Regions from separate parts of the Anser cygnoides genome. Here region 1 is linked to region 2. Evidence: chromatin contacts called from public Hi-C data. All regions are on one chromosome and are shown on one strand. Each heading gives the region's core, a stretch centred on a gene start, on an enhancer-like site or on the middle of the called end of the contact. The rest is flanking DNA. Distances are from core to core; before and after follow the strand shown. Region 1 holds the start of ABCA1 (ATP binding cassette subfamily A member 1). Region 2 overlaps ABCA1 (ATP binding cassette subfamily A member 1).

Region 1 (6,796 bases), core at 1,678-4,177, 56 kb after region 2:
CCGAGGGTGCTTGCTCCAAGGTTACTTAAACAAAGGGGTAGTCTGGTTCCCCTTCTGCCCTGCTCCTGTCATTATCTCTGTGCTGGCACCAGCGTGCACAAACCCACACTAAAACCCTGAAGACAGGATGCTAAAGCTAAAAAAAGTTTTCATCCCTTCCATCCCTCGGTGAAAGCACCCCCAGACCCGAAAGCTCGGAGAAAAAAGTTAATTTCAACTTTGTTCACTCTGGGTTGGTGAACTCCCAACACCAGCCCAGAGGGCAAAACAGATGGGGAGAGACGAGAGAACGGGCACTTGGGGGGAAGTGAACTGGGTCCATTACTAGCGCAGCTGCAACCTTCAATTACTTTGGATTAAAGTTCTAAAGAAACCACACCCTAGGAAATGTTGTGCCTGCGTGGTGCAACACACGTGATAAACACTAGCAGCACTGATCCCATTCTGCCATGGAGGGATGGGTTTGGGACCGATCCTCCTCCTGTTCTGGTTTTGTGGGCACAATTCTGCCAGGTGAACTACTAGCGAGAAAACAGACTTGCAGAGAGGAAGGCAAGGGAGGACTCACTTCCTGAGTTGAGTACACTAGATTAATCTTTGAGAATTTGCATTTTTAATACTCATGCCTTTTCAACTTCTGTAGTTCAGCACTTCACCAGGCACCACTCTCACCTGCACTGCAATGGCAGGTGCTGAACTTGGTGCTAGACCAGGTCTCCGCTCATGTCAATAGAGCCAAGCCACACAGGTTTTTGAAAACAAATTTGGCATGACAAAACAGGTTAGCTAGCAGCTGCCTGTGGCAAACCCATTTATAAACATGCCTCAGTCTCGCTGGGTGAAAGGGACATTAAGAGATTTTCAATATACCTGCTTACACTACAGCCCAGCTGAATTTGGAAATCTGGAATTTATATCCAAAGATTGCTGTAACTCCTGCAAGCACCAAAACCTCACACATAGCTGCACCCAAGGTGTTTGTTTCACACAAATATCATATGGCTAATTGAACTTCAACAGTAATTTCTCAAGGTAAAGTTACTCTGATGGCTGCAATGCTTGACCACTACACTGTAACAGCAGACAAGAGCCACTGCCATCTCTGGCAGCCCAGAGCCAGCACATACCCACCCATCTCCGCAGAACAACCGTGGTGAGCATACTCTTGCTCTCTCCTAAAGTAAGATATTCTCAACTTCAAAAGTTCAATTTAAGCTCTACCACACAGCTCCTGTTTTCCAGGCTGCAAACCTTTTATCCACAGTTTGGAAAGAGCCGACTTCCAATTCTTACCATGCAGCCCTACTGCACTATGACAACACGATCAACACGGCACATGTTGCGAGTGAAGGCATCAGACTCCTGCCCGTAGCTGCCCAGACCACACCAGATATATATAACTCCTGCCCAGACCACACCAGGTACAGACTGGGGAACCACTTTTACACACGTGAAGGTTCAGATGGGTGCGATGAAGGGTGATGACCCAGGAGCAGCAATTACAGCTGACACATCAGTAACGCCGCAGCCCCAGGCAGCTCCCTGCATGATGCTATGGGAGAGCCTGGGCACATGCTGCCGCCCATCCCTGCTCATGAGGAAGGAAACCTGTGCCAACCAGGAGCAGACCAAAAACATACTCACACCGTGTGTTTATTACCCTAACCCCTTTCAAAACCAAGCGAGACTGCTCAGTTAGGAAAGCCTCAAGGCAGCAAGCCGGACCATCTGTTGTTAATGGAACATCCCCAAGACGTGGCTGTTCCCTGCTGTACCAGCATCAACCTATTTCCAAAGGCCACCTCCTAACGGGTTTGTAATGCATTAATCTACACCAGTAATCTTCAAGATGGGCACCAATTCAGCTAAAAGTGTGAGCATGTGTTTATATCCCCCTGGCTTTAGTAAGGTCTACTCCAACACATTGGAGATCAACTTTGACCCTCCAAGTAAGTTGATTGCCCTTAAAATCTCCAAGCACAACAGCTGGGGGTGGCGGGACAAATAGCTTATGTTCAAAACAGACAAAAATACTGTTTACTATAAACTTTCAATTTACAGTCAGAGTACCTTCCTCTGATAGACTTTATGCATCTGAGCAGTCACACACGTCCCGAACTAAGCAGCAGTGTTTTGTAGGAGGCTGATGGCAGCCTGTAACATAGCAGAGCACAGACTTCACAACAGCCTGGCACACAGAAGCGGGATATGCTGCCTGCAAGCGAACCTCCTGCCCATCACAAAAGCTGCGGGATCGATTTTTTTTTATTTTTACACTCCCGCTCATCCCAAGGCCCTCCCCGCCCCCGGCGTTTTATGGATTTCCCGTAGGTGTGAAGGGGATGGAAACCCTTCCCGTTATCTTCTAGCAGCCCACCGGGGCTGGAAGGGGCGGCGAGGCGAGCCCCCCTCCGAGAGAGCAGCCAACCCAGAGTCGCTTCGCTCAGGACGAGCTATAATAAAGCGATTACAAAAAAAAAAAAAAAAGTAATAATAATAAACAAACACACAGGGAGGGAAAAAGCATGCAGCACTATCCCCTTCCCAGTCCCTTGCCGTCCCGCAAGCCATCCTCCGCGCCTCACTCTAGACACGCTGCGCGCAGCGAGAAACAAAAAGACCAAAAAAAAAAGGAAAAAAAAAAAAAAAAAAAAAAAAAAAGGACACATTCGCTTTTTCCCCCCTCGCTCTGTGCCGGGGCCGCCTCCCCCGACAGCAGCCCGCATCACGGCTCGGCACGGCACGGCGCGGCGCATCCCCCTGGCCGCCCTCCTCGCCTACCTCCCGGGCCGGGGGGCCCTGGGCAGCCGCCGTCGGTCCCGCCGGGAGCCGAGCCGAGCCGAGCCGCCTTGCCCCTCCGCTCCGCCTCGCTCCGCTCCAGCCCCGACGCCGGCCCTGCTCCCGGGCGGCTGTGGCCCCGCAGCGCCTCTTATAGGGCGGCGGCGACCGCCCCTTCCAAGGCCGGGCAGCGCCGGGGCGTCTTGCTCCCTTCCCCTTTTCAATTTTTTTTTTTTTATTCCCCTTTCATTAGTTTTTTTTTTGTTTGTTTGTTTTCCTTGCATTTTTTTATTTTGCTTCTCTTCTCTTTTTTTTTTTTTTTAATTTTATTTTTCCCCACTTTTTCCCTCCCCGGAGGGGGGTGAAGGGGAGGCGGGGACGCGGCGATTTGCATGAGGGCGTGCACGTTGCAGCCAAAAACAAACCTCGAGGCTCCGCCCGCACCACACGGGCCCGCACAGCGCGTGGTGGGCCGGGTCGGGAGGCCAACTGGGGGACACGGGTGGTGTGGGACCCCTAGGCGACAAGGGTGGAGGGTGGCCCGGGGACCGCCGAGGAGCGTTGTCGCCGGCGGTGCCAGCTTCAAGAGCACCGGGACGCCCCCCACACCGTGTTGCTTCGTGGTGAGGAAGTGGGTGAGGAGCTGTGAAAGTTAGTGCGCTGCTACCTACCCAGAGACAACGATAAATTTGGCCGAAATGGTTCGTGGTGAGACTGGGAACCACTCCCAAAACCTTAAAAAAGCCCCTTCTTCACAGTGCCCAACTTCACCTGGTTGGGACAAGCACAAAGGGCAGCATGTTGGAGACACCTGAGGAATGGCCTGTGCTCGTCATCCTCCCCAGTGGGCTCCTCTCCCAGAAACACCAACCTGCGCATCACCCTTTCCAAAATTTTTGTCAGGAGCACCCAGAAGCACTGCAGTTCAGTCTACGGAAGTGTAGCACTGCATTTCCAATGTGCATGAAAACATGTAACGTGCGAAAGACAGGCAACTCTAAATTATGGTTCCCACTACGGACATAATGCACTGCCATTGCTCATCTGCAGTGAAGTCATTGATGTTATTGTGCGTGCTGTTAAAACTTTGCCTTATTATGAGCAACCTGGATGATACATGGTTACTGAGGGAACTGTACGTTCTAGTTTCTTCGGTTGTGTTTCGATTCTCAGCCTACAACAATTGTATTTTTTCGAGGCGCGCAGAAATACAAGGACCTGAAAGCAAAACTCCAGAGAGCTCGGACTGACTGTGATCTGAAATAATATTATCCACTGGAGTGTCATATATAGTAGTAAATATTCAGATTAATGGTGCAGACCCTTCTGCACTGAATAAACGCAGACACATTTGTTTCGGCAATGACCCAAGCTCCTTTGGTCAGTCACCATCCCACAGAGCAGCTCAGGGATGAACAAAATAAAAACAGACTCGGCTTCTGATCCCAGGCTCCCCCATGCCACTGCTACATATCTCCACTGACTCACATGGACTCAGTCTGTACATTCATCTGGTCACAAAACTGAAATAAAAATTAGGTCCTTGATGTAAAAAATAGAGCCATGTGTTCTTCACTATATACTACACCTTTCAATTTTTACACATTTCCAAACATTTACTAGATCACAATTTTAAATTGTTGTATAAATAACTTCAGCATGCTAGCTCAAATACAGTGAGAAAGAGTACATTTAATTTATTATCAGCAGGGTGTAAGGACTCATCCCATGCAATAAAGTCTGAATAGAGTGGGATGTACTGGGCAGGGTTTTTAAAATAATTAGTGACCTGCCATCAGTAGAAATGGTGCTATGTGAGTACTGAAAAGGGGCTGGAAATTGCCCTGCTGCTGGTGTCTCCTTAAATCAGATTTCTCTGAGGAAAGAGGCTTGTTTTTCAAAACATCATCAGAAAACTAGACTTTTTTAATTTTGGAAATCAGCATCTGTGTCAACTGTTAAAGCATTTGGATATCATCTTCCAGTAAAGCACTTAATACACAGCTGTTCATCAGAAGCAAATGGAGTATTTGATTTAGTTTGCTAAATACCTGTAGGATGGTGAGAAATATCTTTGTGCACTAGCATTTGACAGCATTTTCCACATTTACAATTTCTTGTTTGCATGACAGCACAGTCAGGTTACTGAGAGGCAAGCTGTGGTGAACCGTCCAAGAAGATGAACAAGGAAAGGGAGCATTGATAGAGCCCATGGCTAGCCTGTACACACGCCAAGCCCACAGCTAAACCAGGAATAGATTTTAATAAAAACTCAGTCTCCTGGACCGACAGTATTTATATTTGGTTGGCTTGAGTTTTCAGAGTGGATGAGCACGTGCAGCTCCTATAGATTCCTCAGAGAAATTTTTACCTCCCAAGTCTCACACCCACAGCAAGCATTATGTTGGCTTTTGTGTCCCATGGAAGGTGGGATAGGTTAGTTGCAGGCAAAAGAGTTTCAGTCAGGGAATTGTGCTCAGTTTTGTTTATTGCCAATTAACACAAACTTCCAGGTACTGATTCTGAATATTGAGGGGAAAAAAAAGAGATAAACAACTGAACGCCTAGGGAAACACCTTTTGGATATTGAGAGGGAAAAAAAAAGACATAGACAGTCAAGCCCTTGGGGAAACACCTTTCTGTCCCTTCCCCAACCTCTCTTCCAGTTAAACACCTCTTCTACCTCTTTCCTAGTCTCAACATCCTTTGTTTTCAGTGGTGTTATGCCCAGTCCTTCCCAATTCCTTCTGTGAGGCACTGGGTGATGAGGGAGGTTGGAGGCAGAGTGTAGTGGTTTCTTGCTGCTGTTCCTCGCTTCTTATTCAATATCCTCCACTGCTCCTCACCTCTCACTGCTACTCTGTGGGTCTTCCATGGGCCACAGTCCCCTCGGGGAAATCTCTGCTCTGGCACAATGTCTCCTTTCAATATTATGTCTCCAGCCATGTCCCCGACCAAACCGCCTTCCATACGTCCCCTCCACTTACTCCTCCAGTGTCTCCTGCTCCCAGTCTCCTGCCCTTCCTCAGATACACATGAGCAGAGGTGCCATGTGCTGTTCCCATTGGTTGAGGTTTGGATATGCAGTGGGTCGTTTTCATCCATTTCAGAGCTGGCTGGAAGAAGCTGCCTGTGGCTGTCACAGCACCTCCTGGTCTCCTCCCTTGCAGCCCCCTGCTATTGAAAGCCTCCAGGAACAGCCAATGCACAGCTCCTGTGACATGCACTTCCAGACTAGACTCAACCTGTTCTGCTTTTCCAAAGGATAACCCTCTTCCTCAGCCTACACCCACACCACAACCTCATTTTTGCAAGTGTGGCAGATGCAGCCCACACTGGGGTCCAAGGCTGGGTGCAAGGGAAGACTTGCAAGGGAGAGCTGCCAAAGGGACCACAACTACTCCAGACAGTTACAGTGAGAGGTCCCAGAAGGTGTGAATTGCTGTTCATGGAAAAGACTTTATATAGTGGAATAAAGGGGCTGGGTTCTTGTTGAGGAGGAAGTTGTTTCTCCATGCTTGTAACTTGTACAAGGCATGGCACGCCACTGTTGAGCCTCCAAGATCAATGGCTCCTGAAATCAGGATGCTAGAGAAGACATTGGGCTTAGTCAGTCACACCGAAAAATGCCTTGATGTAAACAGAAGAGCTCTAAGACAGACTTCAGCTATAAAGAATGCCACAGTTTGCAGTCAGCTGTTGAGATGAAATATTTCATCTGGAAATCCAAACTCTTTTTAACCCTAAGTGAGCTAGTTTGGACTTAGTTCAGGAAGCAGGAAAGATAACAGATTAGTAATACTGCTGTTTAGAAATTACTTTTCAAAGAGTTTTGATCAACTCTTCTTTGATTACTTGACAGTTTTGCAGCATTTTGGGACTCTTTTCTATTGCATTGTGGGGTACACAGTGAAGGTTAATCAGCATTTCAAGCATCTGCTCAGTATTGTTTTACTTTCTCCCCTGATTTGCAATATCTGAGTCAGCTGAGGTGACAACTTTCATAAGGCCTTCCTGG
Region 2 (6,790 bases), core at 239-2,738:
TGCCTGAAAACACATGACACATTGATATGATGGAAGACAGCTGTGAGAACAGCTAAAACCTGGGGATTCGGTACTTGTATCCAGACTTGCTTCAAGAGTACTTTCATTTCCTCACTACTCACTGGTGCCTTTGTCTGCACCCTGGTGCCAATCAATCAGGCTCCACAGATTCAGGGTGACTGACTGGACGCTAACATCGTAGGACGTGAATGAAAAAAAGAATGTAAGACAACAACTGTAGTTGATTAAATATACTCATGTGGATTTTGGATTTCATGTCTCCTAACCCAAAAGGCCAAGGCTGCACTTCAGGTGTGACAGTGTGAGTCTCCAATTCAAAGGGATGCCTTTGGGAGGTTTTGGTACTTTAGGTAAGACTGTTGAATTTTCTTTGGTAAATGTCAACTCCTTTAGCTAACGTACCATCAGCTCCTTAGGATAAGCAAAGGTACAGAAACAGAAAGGGTAGCTAATTGCCACAAACTAACTTGCAGAGGGATTGCATTAACAAAAGTATTTTTACTTGTTATTTTAAACACCAAGTTTAAGCAAGCAGCTTTGTTTCATCTTTGGCACCAGCAGTTTTACAATAGATGTGCAGAGCTGCTCTGTTCACGCCACTGGAAGCAAATATCTCACATGTCTGAAGTGTTACTGAACTACTTCTCCCAGACATCAGACCCAGCTCCGTGTTTCTTAATAGTTGCCCTCACTCTCAGAGTTTAATCTGCCCTCCTGGGTTGATTTAAAGAGCACAGGGACAGAGACCCAATCAATCCCCACACTAAGAGACAAATATTTTGTTCAGACTATTCTCTAATTAAAATTCCTTGCTAGAAAGGCTTCTAGACGTGGCACAAACAATAGCTCTCTCCACCCCCTCAAGCTGCTGCCCTGTGAAACAAGGGAACAAGTCCCTCCTTTTCACACAGAAATCAGCCTGCCAGACAATAAGAAGTAACTTTCGGTCAAGCCATCTGGAGCAGCTCACGCTGTACGCAAAGGAAAATGCTGCCTTTGTTTGCACAGTAATAAGGCAGCATAAAAGGTAGTCCTACCCAAAACAGCTGCCAAGCAAAAGGCACGCTACCCTGGGACATTTTCAGCCACATCAGCAAACTGAACGTCACATGGTTTCAATTATTTTTATCCCAGACAAAAAAGAAGGAAAAAAAAAAGAAGAAAAAAAAAAGAAAAAAGAAGAAAAAAAAAAGAAAAAAAAAAGGCAAGCTTAAGTGACGTAACGGGAAACAGCTGTAACCAAACTCTTAAGGGCAGCCTCCCTGCTAGCAGCGAGAGCTCTGCCACCGTCTTAACTGCAGCTGATCCGGGAATCATCTTAATTTCCCTGTAAAAGGGAGCCAGCGGCAGGTTCTGGGGCTCCGCGAGGGACGCGTGCCAGGGGCTGCTGGCTGGCACGGCGCTGGCTCCCGGCGGGGTGGCCGCCCCGGGCTCGGTGGGAGGGGAGCGCACGCTGCTAACCCCGAGTGACCCGCTCCTCCGCGCGCTCCCCGGGGTTACTGCCGTTCACCGCTCTGCTCTGCGGCTGCCTCCTTGCTGGCTGCACGGATGGACGGATGGACGGACGGAAGGCTCGAGGAGGGGAGGAGGAGGAGGTATTGTTTAGTTTAGATGGTTGTGATTTCTGCTAGAGGGAGAGAGTTTTTGCCTGGTAGCAGCACTTCAAAGTCGGAGCCGGGCAGAAAGCGGCTAAGATGTTTCTGGCTCCAAAAATTAAAAAAATAAAATAAAATAAATGGGGTTTGGGTTTCTGACTCATGCTAGGCATGCAAGGCTTTTTTCTTAATCCACTGTCTCACCTGCAAAAACAAATGCTCACGGTCTCTACAATGTCACTTTGCCTCTGCAAATCACCACGTTTTGCCAGAGCCTTTCTCAGCTGCCACTGTGATGCCACTGCATTGGGTGCCCCACAAAGGTCAGAAAACAATAGCTGCCCCAAAAAGCTGTTTATCCAAACACGAAGAGCAAACAGTACCCTATAGTTCCTCAGTTGTAACACACACCTCTTCCACATGCCATGCCCTCAACAAACATAAGGGCCAGTACCTACAACACAGAAACACACCTGGCACGGCTGGCAACTGATTGAAAAAGCTAAAAAGGAGGCAAACCTCCACAGGCAGTTTGCGAGCTGCTGCTAGTCAGCAGATATATTGCAAAGGTAACTACTGTGCCACTGCTGAGAAAGTAAACCCCACAGAAGATTTAACTCTTGCACCTCCCAGAGGTACCCAATCTTTAGCCACATGCCTAAAGAACTCCTATGGTGTCCATGATCTGAAGTTTTGTGCACCAAGGGGCTGCATTGCAGGTGCTGCCTGTCGACATAGGGATGATGGTGGTAGGATGGTGGAGAAATTTCAAAAACAGCAAGGGGTTTGACTTTGAGTTGCACCAAGGAAACTTGTGCTCCTTGTACTCGACCACAGGCTCGGGCAGCCACCACCACACCAACGTATTCTTCTGACACAAAGGACATACTTACCTCTTTAACGAGCTTTCCCAGGCTCTCTTTCAAAGCCTCCACAGTTTCTGACAGATCCCACAAGGAAGAATTAAAAGAAATGTGTCTCTGCAAGAGATAAAAAGAAACAGGGAGTCACTACCAGGCACCAACCAATGTGGAAATTAAACCATTTTAGACATCCTTGTAAAGAAGGGTAGATAGGACTGTTTACAAGGCGAAGTGATTGATGGGGAAGATAGGCTCTCTGTGCAACCTTGAGCTCAAGCTACCCCAGGCTTCAGCACCCCATAATGCAATGGAGACTCCACAGCTTCCAGCTCAGAAATCCTGCTGCACAGTACATCTCACCTTCAGGTGATCTTCATCACCTGAGTCCTCCCATCAGACCTTTACATTTTCAGACTAAACCAATGGTGCATATTAAAAGAACCAGGTTCCATAAAGCAACAGCACCACAAGATAAATAGTTACAGGTTTCTAGAAGCGGAAGGCACAGCTTCTTTCTGGAAATCCCATTTGCTCTAGCAATTGCTTGACCTGGGAGTCCCACTGAAGACAACTCCTTGTTTATAGTTGCCCTCCGTGTAACTGGTGGGGGGCCTGGATTTTTCTTTTGTTTCTTCTGTTTTATTTCTGGATAGTTAAAGCGCTACCTTGCATGGGAAACATTTCTTGCAAGAGAAGCATCAAGACTCTTTAGCCTAATGCTTTGGACACAATCCTTCTTTCAGAGGAATGAGGATTAAAATCATTTCCTAAGATTTCACATTCATAGCTACATGTTACAGCATTGTGACACAAAGAGGAACAGTCAAGACCCTCGATTTTAGTACAAATCTTTTGGGCTGAAGCCTTTCATTTTTACATCTTTCCCAAGGCAATTGCTGGAAGCAAAGTCTGGAGTCTTTCACATGCTCTAGCTGACTTGCTGAAGGCTAGTAAGAGTTCGTCGGTGTCAGCTGGTGTAACTGGGCACCGTTCCACTGATCTGCTGCTGGGATATTTACACCTAGCTAACTTTGCTGAGTGCTCAGTTCATGCCTGCTCCAAAGCCAGCTGTAAATTCATGGAGGCTTTCTGGCGTCTATGAATTTCTACTGAACACTGACCTTAAGGTTCAGATAAACCAAATCACATCAGAGCTAGAAGAAAAGCAATTAAAACTCCCCACAGGCTAAGACCTTCAAGCCATTTTAAAGGAATACAGTTAGCAAATATCAAAGCTACATAGCTGCACTACCACTTCAGCAAGGAGATGAAGTAGGAAGTCTTAGATTCGTGCATACTGTAAGACAAGCCCGGTCAGCTCGATTATACCTCATCAAGCTCTACGCAGATTTGCGTTGTTCGGTGTATTCAGAAGTGATTCAGGGACAGGGTGAATGAGGAAGAGTTTTCTGATGATACTAATTGGTTCAGAATAGTGAAAGTTGAAAGCCAATTGCAAAGGATTAGTGAAAGACCTCATGCTGACACACTGTTATAAAGCGCCAGATGAAATTCAGTGCTGCAAAGTAAAGTACACAGGGAGAAGACAGTTCTACCTTAAGATACCCCTGGATGGTTCTGAACTACCTAACACCACACAGAGAAGAGATCACAGAATTACAATGATAAGACAGGTCAACATCAGTACACATCCATGGTGCGTTCTTGTTTCTCAAGTACTATGTGCAATTTTGGATCCTCCATCTACGAAAGAACGCAAGTACAGAAGAAGGCCACAAGTATGATTTTAAGATACAAATGGCTTCTGAAGGAAGAACAACAGACCGCAGTTCTTCAACAGAAATCTTACTGACAAGCAGAGGATATGACAGGGGACTGTGGAATTAATAGTGGGATAGAAAACATGAATAGGCGATGATTGTTCACTGCACCTCATCATAGAAGAACAGAGAGCTTCCATTGTAAAGACTGGTTTAATACAAACAAAAGGAGCTATTCCACATACAACCCAGTCAAAATGGAGAAATTTTGTACATACTATGCAATGCTGAAGGTAAAAGTTAACATGGGCTTGAAAAAGGCTAAGAAGTCATGAAAGAAAAAAAACTACCAAGATTCCAGGCTTAGCTGAAGAAGTAGTGCTGCTGGAGTAGCACTCAAGGGACGCTGAGCTGAATAGGACTTTGGTCTGAACAAGTATGTAAGCCTTATGAGATTCAAGTTTTCAAATCTGACCCTGAAATGTCTTCGGTTTCCCTGGAAAAGAACTTTTTGCAGTGTCTCTGTGCAGCTCTTTACATTCAGAAGTGTCCTCTATATTCAGCACTTCTCAAGTAGGATTGGTCCCACTGTGACAGTGTATTTTGCAGGTGTCTGCACTAGAACCAGGTGGGGATAATGGCTCATTTGCTGGTGAAATACTGGAAGACATCACCTGTCTTTTCCTGGCACATGGTGGAAAGAGAAAGTTCTAGCAGGTTTTGAACAGAGCTGCCCTGTACAATTACTGTGCTCGTGGCTGGTAAGTTATGCCTTCATCTAGTCTTGGGCATTTAGGGCATGTAAATGTCCTAATATTCTGCAGTTACACACTGCACTAAGCACACGCTGTGTGCTTGCATGTGCGTGCTTACAGGACACAAAATAGAGAAATACTTGAGCTAACTAGAGTTGACTGCCCAGTCAAGACAAGCCTTAAATAAACCCACCTGTCAGCTCCTGCTAGAAGGGATGGAAAACTCTTTAACATACATGAGAACACATCTGTATTTGAAGTGCTGGGAGGTCATAACAAAATTGTCACTTGCTGCAACGTAACAGCTAATTGCTTCTGCTTAAGAGACCACTCTGCCATGTTTGCTTTGAAACAGTTATTACAATTTTACATGGATCTTAGTGGAAACTGAGCACTGAACTTTGCAGAAAAATCACATGCTTTGTGTTTCTGCTTTTGTTTCCTGGGAGTGGAAGTCCCAAAGTACAGCTGTTTGAAATCACGATATCATTGTGCTTGACCGAAAACACTCAAAAGAGCAAGGAAAGCCACAAGTTTAGTTGCAGCATGTATTTACATTAAGAGACCTTTTCTAAAGCCATTTTTTTCAACTGGAATGCATTCAACATTCAATGCTTAGTTCATGCTAACCATATGACAAAATACCAGCTGCATTATGAAGGGAAAAGAACAATTGGATTTTCATGTGCTCACCCACACTCCTTCAAGCACTACTACAGTACAGAAGCCACAACATATTTATGGCTTATTATAGACCCACACCACTGGAAGTGAATGTGGCAAAGCCCTTCTTAAGCAGCACTGCAGAGATGAAATCCCACAAGGCCAATTTGAATCGTCTCTGTCACTGAACAGTCTCCCCCAAGTTGTTTTCAAAACTGGGGAGATTTGCAGAGGTAAAAGTTGTTGCACAGACATGTAATTTTATGCTATAAGACAGTCCCTACCGATCAACACCAGTCTGTTGGGACATCTCTGACTTAATGCCATTGCTCTTGATAACCTTCCCCAGCCTGTACAGTTCTTCCAAGGGACAACTCCTGACCTAGCACAGAGAGAAAGCTGAAATGAAAACTTGTCTGCATGGAATTAGAGGTTCTGTTTCTCTATTTTTCTCCAACCAGCTTCTCCTGCTTTAGTTTCACTGAATACACCCAGTAGAAGGCAAACCTTCCACTGAAGACAAGCTGTGCCTGCAACTGGCTTGAACAAAATGTACTACAGCCCATTGTTCTTATTGCTGGCCAAAAAGGCTTCAGGGAATGGATGAAGATTGAGATGTGGGACCTAGAAAAAAGAATCTGACTTTTATGGACATTTGGTGCTTCTAGGGGAGTGAATACTCCCTTCAAGAAGGAAAGCTGATCCTCTGCCATGGCACCCTGTGGTCGCTCCTAGATTTTCTTCTGCGTTTCCATCTAAACAGCGCCCCCCCAAATAGGTTCTTATGAAGGAGGGAACAAGGAGGCCTACCTGAACTTCCCCACCATGCCTCTACCATCTTGGCTCTGTTTTCTCACCCTACAGGAGCAGGGTAAATGAAAGTCACACAAAGGATCAGTGGCAGAGCTAGAAAGGCGTATGTAAAATTTTAATTGGAAATCCTTTATCTTAACTGTACTAATCCACTTTGTGCAACATCCAGTGTCTGTTTGGGATAGAACAGATGAGCGGATATGCAAAGACAAGTACTGAGTTTTTGCCTTCTTTTTCAAACTTCCTTTACAGTGCTGTGACATTCAGAGCTCACAAATTTCACTGTGCACCTGTTTTAATTTCCTTTTTAGAACTCTGCTCTCTTCATAATTCACAAAAAACTACTGTTTTGTTGTGAG

What was found. Hi-C and Micro-C count contacts between places; a contact is called where the count stands out from the background.
Region 1: a contact with region 2 is called in a Hi-C map of granulosa cells, with 1.9 times the contacts expected there. The contact joins the promoter of ABCA1 here to the enhancer-like site in region 2. A contact is called at or near these places in 4 of 7 Hi-C or Micro-C datasets (granulosa cells and liver).

What each region holds. Positions count from the first base shown.
Region 1 is chrZ:33,223,842-33,230,637 of Taihu_goose_T2T_genome, forward strand. ABCA1 (ATP binding cassette subfamily A member 1) reads right to left here and starts at 2,928. Exons shown (of 50, transcript XM_048051479.2): 1 at 2,782-2,928.
Region 2 is chrZ:33,169,358-33,176,147 of Taihu_goose_T2T_genome, forward strand. It overlaps ABCA1 (ATP binding cassette subfamily A member 1), which reads right to left. Exons shown (of 50, transcript XM_048051479.2): 8 at 2,510-2,596. Among named protein-coding and RNA genes, the nearest start is that of NIPSNAP3A, 47 kb to the left of the region's middle. Within about 2 kb of position 1,489, at least 2 of the 3 cell types and tissues checked have open chromatin away from gene starts, as enhancers often do. A contact at or near this core is called in liver, where this site is marked.